Linked DNA regions of Bombyx mori: region 1 is linked to region 2. A link is a contact called in public Hi-C data. All regions are on one chromosome and are shown on one strand. Each heading gives the region's core, a stretch centred on a gene start, on an enhancer-like site or on the middle of the called end of the contact. The rest is flanking DNA. Distances are from core to core; before and after follow the strand shown. Region 1 overlaps LOC101738805 (serine/threonine-protein kinase minibrain). Region 2 overlaps LOC101738805 (serine/threonine-protein kinase minibrain).

The links. A called contact is a pair of places that touch in the nucleus more often than the background predicts.
Region 1: a Hi-C map of posterior silk gland shows a contact between it and region 2, with 1.6 times the contacts expected there. The contact joins two enhancer-like sites. A contact is called at or near these places in 2 of 7 Hi-C or Micro-C datasets (posterior silk gland and whole pupa).

Annotation. Positions count from the first base shown.
Region 1 is chr18:4,460,570-4,465,220 of ASM3026992v2, reverse strand. All of the region lies in intron 3 of LOC101738805 (serine/threonine-protein kinase minibrain), which reads left to right. Among protein-coding and RNA genes, the nearest start is that of TRNAH-GUG, 56 kb to the right of the region's middle. Within about 2 kb of position 2,725, at least 6 of the 8 cell types and tissues checked have open chromatin away from gene starts, as enhancers often do.
Region 2 is chr18:4,422,648-4,427,025 of ASM3026992v2, reverse strand. It overlaps LOC101738805 (serine/threonine-protein kinase minibrain), which reads left to right. Exons shown (of 12, transcript XM_004928140.4): 4 at 3,048-3,236; 5 at 4,128-4,275. Among protein-coding and RNA genes, the nearest start is that of TRNAH-GUG, 18 kb to the right of the region's middle. Within about 2 kb of position 1,970, at least 8 of the 8 cell types and tissues checked have open chromatin away from gene starts, as enhancers often do.

The sequences.
Region 1 (4,651 bases), core at 1,476-3,975, 37 kb before region 2:
TGCCTTACATTGTTCTGTAATCCGTAAACGACTTGGTGGTCGGTTACTGTTGTTCGGTTTTACTGATTCTCGTGTGCGTGAATATATGCCAGTCAGACTTCTTGAATTATTGTTACGCGAGTGGTCGTAGAAGCTGGTCCAATTCATCTTGAATAGTTCATGCTCTAAGGACTTAAAATTTATGGCTTGGTGAACCGCGTGGGCTAAATTTGTTATCTCGTAATATTTTTTAATAAACAATCTGCTCGGTCAATAACAAACACTTAAGTTCCATTTCTATCTCGGATATGCGTATTCAGGAAGCCATTTTACAGGCAAGAAACAAACTGGGGATTACGCACATTACATTAGCATACAATGGTGTTATTTGCATTCGATCGCAGAGCCTTATGTTACGCCCGCTTATTTTTCAGAAATCTAAACCGTCCAGTGCACCGCGTAATTTATGCAAAATACCTTACATGATTGGACGGCGGACCCTTTTTTGTACAGACTTCTTGTTTATGTTTCGCCTGTATTATTCGCAGTCTTTGACCTGATTATATTATGGTAATTTGATGAGATTATTTTCGATATTTTTTACTATTACTTTAGTTAAGTTTTGTAGGCAGCGGCTTAGCTCTGCCCCTGGCATTGCTGAAGTCCATGGGCGACGGTAACCACTCACCATCAGGTCGGCCGTTTTTTTTTTTTTATTGCTTACATGGGTGGACGAGCTCACAGCCCACCTGGTGTTAAGTGGTTACTGGAGCCCATAGACATCCACAACGTCAATGCGCCACCCACCTTGAGATACAAGTTCTAAGGTCTCAAGTATAGTTACATGCTCGTCTACCTACAAGGGCAATAAAAAAAAACAGATTTTATTCATGTACAGACTGATCATCTTTTTTTCTCCACCTTATCCCAAATAGATGGGGTCAGCTTGGTTAATTTTTCTCTTCAATTCTCTTCTATTAGCCGTTCTCTCAACGCTCGCCCTTCTCCCTCTGATTTCGTCATTCACACACTACATCCATGTCTTCTTCGGTCGACCTTTTCCCCCTCTACCTTGCACTACCGTTTCCATACATTTCCTGGTCACATGCATCTTCTCTCTACGCGTCCCAGGTGCATACCACGCTAACCGTGGTACTGACGTGTAGATGTACAGACTGATTATTATTTAAAACGACCGCGTTATCTATAATACCAAAAAACAAGTTTTGAAATCTTATAGTTCTGTTGGTACGAATTTCCACATAAATCAGATGCCGTTTCAAATAACGTAGCTGCTCTCCGCTCGGTGTGCTAGACATGCGGTCCGGGAAAGAATTTCAATAAGTTGTTTTCATTTGCAAATTGCGCGCCGCAGCGACACCTAATGGTTTAGGGTTCCAGAGGACTGCGTGCCGGTCGTCTCCTTAGTTCCGCTTATTGGATTATAAAGAGCTCTCTCTTTTTGAATTCGAATTTCTCCAGATTTCTTGACGCTTAATGCAATTTCTCTTTCAAGACGTTTTACAATACGTAAACTGCTTAAAGCTATTTAACGTTTTATGAGTCGTCGTGACCTAAAGGATAAGACGTCCGGTGCATTCGTGTGTAGCGATGCACCGGTGTTCGAATCCTGCAGGCGAGTGTCAATTTTTCCGATGAAATACGTACTTAACAAATGTTCACGATTGACTTCCACGGTGAAGGAATAACATCATGTAATAAAAATCAAACCCGCAAAATTATGATTTGCGTAATCACTGGTGGTAGGACCTCTTATGAGTCCGCACGGGTAGGTACCACCACCCCGCCTATTTCTGCCGTGAAGCAGTAATGCGTTTCGGCTTGAAGGGTGGGGCAGCCGTTGTAACTATACTGAGACCTTAGAACTTATATCTCAAGGTGGGTGGCGCATTTACGTTGCAGAAGTCTATGGGCTCCAGTAACCACTTAACACCAGGTGGGCTGTAAGCTCGTCTACCCATCTAAGCATAAAAAAAGTCAATTACTTTTCCTTTACGAAACGACCGACCGCCAATGATGAGGGATCTCTTTCAGCAGTTACGTATACAGTTGAAAAATGCGAGAAACGCGTTATTAGCATCCTGGACACAAATTGGTATGCCGCGGGCTCGTTCCGTTCGACCGCCATTATTCATTTATTCATGGAGCACTAAGTGCTGGAGGGAGCTTGCTATCATGCTTAGATATATATGTCGTAATGGATGATCGAGAACTGAATAGACTTTTGAATCCCATCAGACACGCCAGATCGTACTATCTTATTAAATCCTAAAATAATGACCATTTCAGCAATTCAAATCATCTTTCTTGGGGATATAAATATTTTTATTAACATCAAACAAACTGAAGTAACTAAACGATCTATTACGTTATTTCTTGAAACACGTTCGCGGAACGACCTTCGAACAAACATACCATGAACGTAATAAGATTAGATACAAAAAACATTTTCGGCTAGGCACTCCAATCAAAATAGCCAATCAGGTTAGCCCTTTAAAGTACCAAACGGAACTGTTAAACGGTACACGTGTATTCGGTGCGGACGTACCAAGCTATCGATATCTATATTGTTATAACCCGAAATATCGATGAGACCTACTCGATACGTTTGTCGTCCATTATGCAAAAGCGTAACGGTATTTCTCGGTGCCAAGGAACGCGGAAGCGTGTTTTCCTATAAAGCGAGCAATAAACGTGTACCTCGTGACCGGCGCGGATGTACTCACTCGCCGCAGCGCCGCTGGACATTCCTCGTGCTCATTGAAAAGGTTCTATTAGATGTAACTGTCATGAGAAATGTTCAGGTCGCCCTTTACTAATAAACACTATTCGAACTAGTATCGAATAATACATTTTTATTGCGCGATGCTCGTTGGTAGAATTTTTGTACGTATTGCAGTTTATACTGGCATAGTGCAGGGTGGGTAGACAAGTATTCTCCCCTACTCCGAGCGTGGGAGATCGGACATCGGGTAAGAGAGTGTATGGCACGGTAGGGCCCTAAAATATCCTTGGGCCAGCCCTCTGCCCCAACATCTGCAGATCGTCAAGTCCCACATACCCCGCGTGCCTCCTAGACTCAGAAGCCTAGTAGAAAGTTCGAAAAGATGCAACGGGTCACCGTCCTCGTCGAATCCGTCGTTTGCGACGAAAGGCTCGGCGAGTAAATTAAGCCACAGACACAGCCCACTGAGTTTCCTGCCGAATTTTCTCAGTGGGTTGCATTTCCGATTTGGAGGTAGATTCTGAGAAGCACTGCTCTTGCTAGGATTAGTGTTAGCAACGACGTCAGGTTTGAGCCTCGTGAGCTCACCTACTAGTTCGGTGAATCTAGTATAACCCGTCGAGGTTACTAGAATAGATAGAAGAAAAAATAGTAAACAAGGGTTACTATACTCGTAGTTGTTCGATAACCTAAGAACCTGGCACGGTGCGTATACTATCACACATTCAGACATCGAGTCACAATGAGTGATTCTCATATTTCCATTGATCGGAATTTCACAAATCACATTTGCAATATTTATGACACAGATTAACCGTTTTAACAAAACAAACAGAACGATTACGTACGAACTGTCTTATTTATAATTCTTAAAAATATCAAAGAACATAATATTGTTATGTTGTTGTTCACAATAATAATATCCATGAAAGTCCCTTACATTGCGATTGCAAATTGAATGATATAAAACGATGTTTCGAGGGAACATCTCGAACCCCATCTAACGTGTACTAAAGTGCATTTATTTGTCGTGTAAGCAGTTCACTTTGCATAAAGTAAATGCGGTGATACTGGTATAAGAGAACGCTCGTAAACATGCCTTTAGCGAAACGGCGTAGTGACCCGAGCCGAGCCCGCCCGAGGCGCAACATTGTGTTTCGTGTTTTATGAAATTACACGGAAAAGAACCGTCCCATAGGAATCGGCTACGTGCTAAAAACTAGTCAAAAAAATGTTTTTATAAATTTACAATGTTTTGACTGGTGACGCTTTAGAAAAAATGCGAAATTATAATTATCCTCCTCCTCGCGTCGTTTTCCTCATTACTGAGGGTCGTGACTCCCCCGCTGCATTAGTTTCTCCCGTACAATTTCCCTCCATCTGCTGCGATCCTTAGCTTCATGAAGGGTATTGTGGAAGTTGATGTTTAGAGAAGATCGTATTTGGTCCGACCATCTCGTGGGACTGCGTCCTCTGGGACGTTTGCTATCTACCTTTCCTGTCACCATCAGCTGTTCTAGATTGTGACCCTCTTTCCGAGGAATATGTCCGAAGAATTCCAGCGAAATTATAATGCCAACTACGATTTCTAAACTTTTAATATGAAGAAATTATTACATCTACTTTTGGTGATTGAAATCGAATTATTTAAAATGTTATTGCGTACACGTGTACAAGTTGTTTAATTTTCATGTTCGTAATGAAATATGTATATATAAAGTCTTAAACTACAACGGCGTTATTTCACAATGCCCCGGTGTCGAACATAAACTAAGCAATAGAAGTACTAGGTGGTGGTTGGTTGCCCGTAACCGCAGAATGGTCTCGTTTCGGATACTTTATTGGTATGTTTTGTAAAGGTATTAATTTAATTAGAATTGTAAAAAACAAAAAAAAAATGCGACAAGTTCTTATTTTTTTTAATTG
Region 2 (4,378 bases), core at 721-3,220:
AACTTTGGGCTCGTTTTTGGCACGATTACTACTTCATTTTCTGCGTTCGTCGCTTGTTTATTGTTCCTTATTGTGCTAGGAAGTCAAATAAATCACAATGCACTTAAGTCGCCTGCCTATTATTTTTGATACAGCAGTTCATTATAGCGTTTCCATTTGATAACGCCGAGTTGCTCAAGAATTTTGCTGTTTTTATTTAAAGAAACATTTTAGTATTATTATAACATATTTGTTACATATTTTAAAAAGATAAAATATGAGCAATGGTTTAGTTAATCGCAATGTTATACTCTCCATTTTTTTTATCATTAATATTTAATAATGAAAATAATCGAAATTTATATGCCTTATGGGACACTTGTCTTATTTTATGGATATGATGTTAATTAAGAATTTTTACGTAATGGCAAACTATTTATCTTTTCGATTTAATTATTAATAATTATTAAATATATGTATTATCAATTAATAATTATTAAATACTCTTGTGATAAAATTGATTCCTTGTAGGGAAAGAGTGGGTACGGAAAAACAGCTATTGCTCAACTAAATTAAAGCCAATAGGATATAAAATTTTAATCATGGCATGTGATAAAATAAATTTTTGGGACTCAGTTTTGCTATAGACGAAATTTTTCTGCAAAAAAAACCTCTGACCGTGAATCTTGCGAAAATGTTACGTTCCGAAAAAGTAATGGACAAGATATATTATTGGGAAGAGACCGGCTTCGCATTGCCGGGACCACATAATTGAATAACGGGACACGGCGATGCTTGGATAACAGTGACTAGAAACGAAATTATTTTAATTTTGTAATATTTGAAGTATCAAAAGGGCGAAGATAATAAAATGAAGAATAAAAAACCAAGCCCAAAATAAAAACTATTACGCGCTGTTTATTTTTATGTTAACGTAAATACCTATTTCTTTGATGGTAAATATTACACGAAACATAAACTTCAAAATAAAAATTACAACTCATATAGTTTTCAATAAATACATTCCCTTGAGAAATTTTACTGAAACTTTTATGTTTACACATTGAAATTACCAATATTGCCTATTTATAATCGAAATACACAAAAAAAAAACAACAACAATTGATTTGCCACTTAGGTATTGTTTATTATTATTTTGCGTCGCAATTTAAGCTCTGGTAAGGTCGCGATCTTCTTAGTCGGTGATGCAACATTAGGTCGTCAGTCTATTTCATTTTTCCTCTCAACTACTATAATAATATTATTAAATTATAGTACTTGTCCAAACCTGCCACCTTATTAGTTTTCCGTATCAAGAGTTCCGGATTGCGATTTGCAATTCAAGTTTTCCTTTTAAATCATTTAAGATGAAATTTCTTCATTTTGGTGTCCGTACATGGAATGATACGAAAGTCTGATGTGTACAGGTGGCCTGAATTTGTGCTTTGTAAACTCTTATGACATCCATACAGAAGGGGATACTAATTTACAACAGCTAATTATTATTTTTAATAAACGAGAACTCTTTTGGTCTATGTGTTGTATAATTTAATTATTCTTTTTCTCTATATAAAATTTCGTAAAGCGTGATGAGCTTAACCATCATATTGTTTACATACAATAATTCAAGGAAGTTGTCGGCAGCTCACGAGTCTAGATGTCGTTTACAGATTTGAATCTAACGGTAACTTCCGACCGACACGGTGTTAGTTTCGCTCTTCGCATTTCCATCTCCGGCGCGACGTCCATTAGATAGTTAACCTCGAACCGTACAGTGGATCACATCTCGCTATCAGGTGTGCTGCAAACAAAACGTTGAATAGAGGCCGGGTTAAACATGTACGACGGGTGTACGGGTATAATTAAAGTTTAGGAGACGCTCACGTCGCCCGTTAACCTCGTTATCGGGCGCTGGAAGTGGGTGAGACGCGGAGGGGGGAGGTAGAGCCGGCGAGGGGCGGAGGGGGAAACGGGGAAAATCAATGACAGCCGCCGCGCGCCGTCTCTCCCCGGCCCGACGCGCTCATCTCGCGACCACGTGCCGCGGTCACTGGCCTAACACATCATCCTCATCCGGCATCACCACTTTACCATAACATAACGGTCTTAATTCCTAGAATAAAATTCATTAAAAGAATCGTCTTTCTTGTTTTAATGTTATTCCAGACAAGAGAAACGGTAGATAGGTCGGACGACCCCATGAAGTGACGCCGGTTGCCGGCTGTCGGGCCGCGCTCGGTCGTCTGTAAAATATACGGCGTAATATGTAGGTCGCTGTCGGATATTTGGGTTATCGTTCGGCCGAGTCGATATGCGACACTTCCGCACCGGCACGATGCGAATGTCGTGCAGTCGACATTATTACTGCTAAGTCAAACCGAAGTTATGTAACGGCATCCGAATGACATATCGAGGTCACATAACGATTAGTGCACGTCGTTGGCGGCACGAAACTATTTCGCGAAATTACACCAATATTAAAACCACCGCCGACGATTCAGGCCGTTCACCCGAGCTTTAAGCCAGGTATGGAGTTCGCAAAAACAATGACTCACAATATGAATCAGCTTCGTAAAAAAATGTAGCAATGAACTTCCTATTTCCAAATTCGGTAGTCAGGTTCTGTACAAATATTTTATACTGGCACATCGTGACCCATCGTCGATCAATGTCAGCCTCATATCTGGGTCAACGTCCGTCACCCGAATTCCCGCGCTCCCTCAACTATTCATTTCCTATAACGCATACGACCTGTATTACCTAGGATTTGTGTTGGTTATTGCCCCGGTATCTGTAGGGTTGACACTCGACAGGTTATCCTAACATCTCATATTTATATGGTTGTTCAAAAATATTTTTAATGATTTTTTTTACCCATGATTTATTGCTGAGAACTGGGAAATACGAAATCAAAAATTATAAATATAAATATAATACGGTTATAATAATAATTATTATTACTATTATTATTGCAGTCACTCACTTACTAACTTTCATTTAGTTTACAACTATGTGTTGAATTATTCTAAAACATTTTATAAATAATGTTTAAATTATTTTTTTAACAGGTATATTACGCGAAGAAAAAACGGAGAGCGCAGCAGTACCTGGGCGAGGATGGCTCGCACAAGAAGGAGAAGAAGTTATACAATGACGGTTACGATGACGATAATCACGATTATATTATTAAGCAGGGAGAGAAGTTCCTCGACCGGTACGAGATCTCCTCACCGATCGGAAAGGGATCATTTGGACAGGTAATTATAAAACATAATTATTGCGTTATTAAGATTATTAAGACGTAGCGTGGGTAGACCTCCCACAAGATGGCGACGACTTATTGAGGTTCGGGGTATCCGCTGGATGTAGGCAGCGCAGGACCGATCTTTGAGGCGAGGCTTGGGAGAGGCCTTTGTCCAACAGTGGATGTCTGTGACCTGATAGAAAAGAAAAAGAATTGTGTTTTACCAAAGTCAAAATTAATGACAGCTTAGTCTCGCAATCGTAGTGGACTATGCCACTATCGGTCCGTAATATTAGTTTTCTGAACTAATTATGCTTTGCTAAGTAAAGCATAATTAGTTCATTCCCTTGCCTGGTGCACCCTCCTTATTATTTCGACCGTGAATAATCGTAGTTTTCGCTTTGAATAATAGGATACTCATTAGTATATTATACCATGCAGATTTCAACCTAATGTCAGTAATTTCATTGGGGTGTGTACAAGAGTTTCGGTTGCTTATTAACATCCGAAGAGCGTATAGCCTGCTGCTATTTTGTGTCGGTAATATAGTAACTATCCTTATAACTTTTGAAATCTAGTCTAGCCAATTTTAGTCTACAATTTTTCATATTTTCATTTGGGACAGCCCTCCCGCCTTTCGTTGGCCGCAAATCTCAGTTACTTTGATGCTTACGTAGTAGTTCCATCCTATTTTTGTGATGGGAATGAAGCAACCCATATTTTCTCACAAGAATTTCTTAGATTGCATTGTTGACATAGTCGTCAATTCAAGGAATTTTAAACTGTTAATGTTTCCACGTAGCGACGAGTGTCTGGTTCTTTTCAAAATATAAAACATTACAAAAACGATTACCAAGATGTAACTGCGCAGTTTTAATACAGGTAAACTACTTTTCTATTCCAGGTTGTGAAAGCGTATGACCACGAGGAACAGTGTCAAGTAGCGATAAAAATTATTAAGAATAAGAAGCCTTTCCTAAATCAGGCACAAATAGAAGTCAAGTTACTAGAAATGATGAACAGAGCGGATGCTGAGAATAAGTATTATATAGGTAAGAATCGTGTGCTTGTATTTAACTTACCTTGTCAACTTATCAAAATTGAATAGAGTACAGTAATCCCCCTTATAACACGGTACTCTTATAACGCATGTTC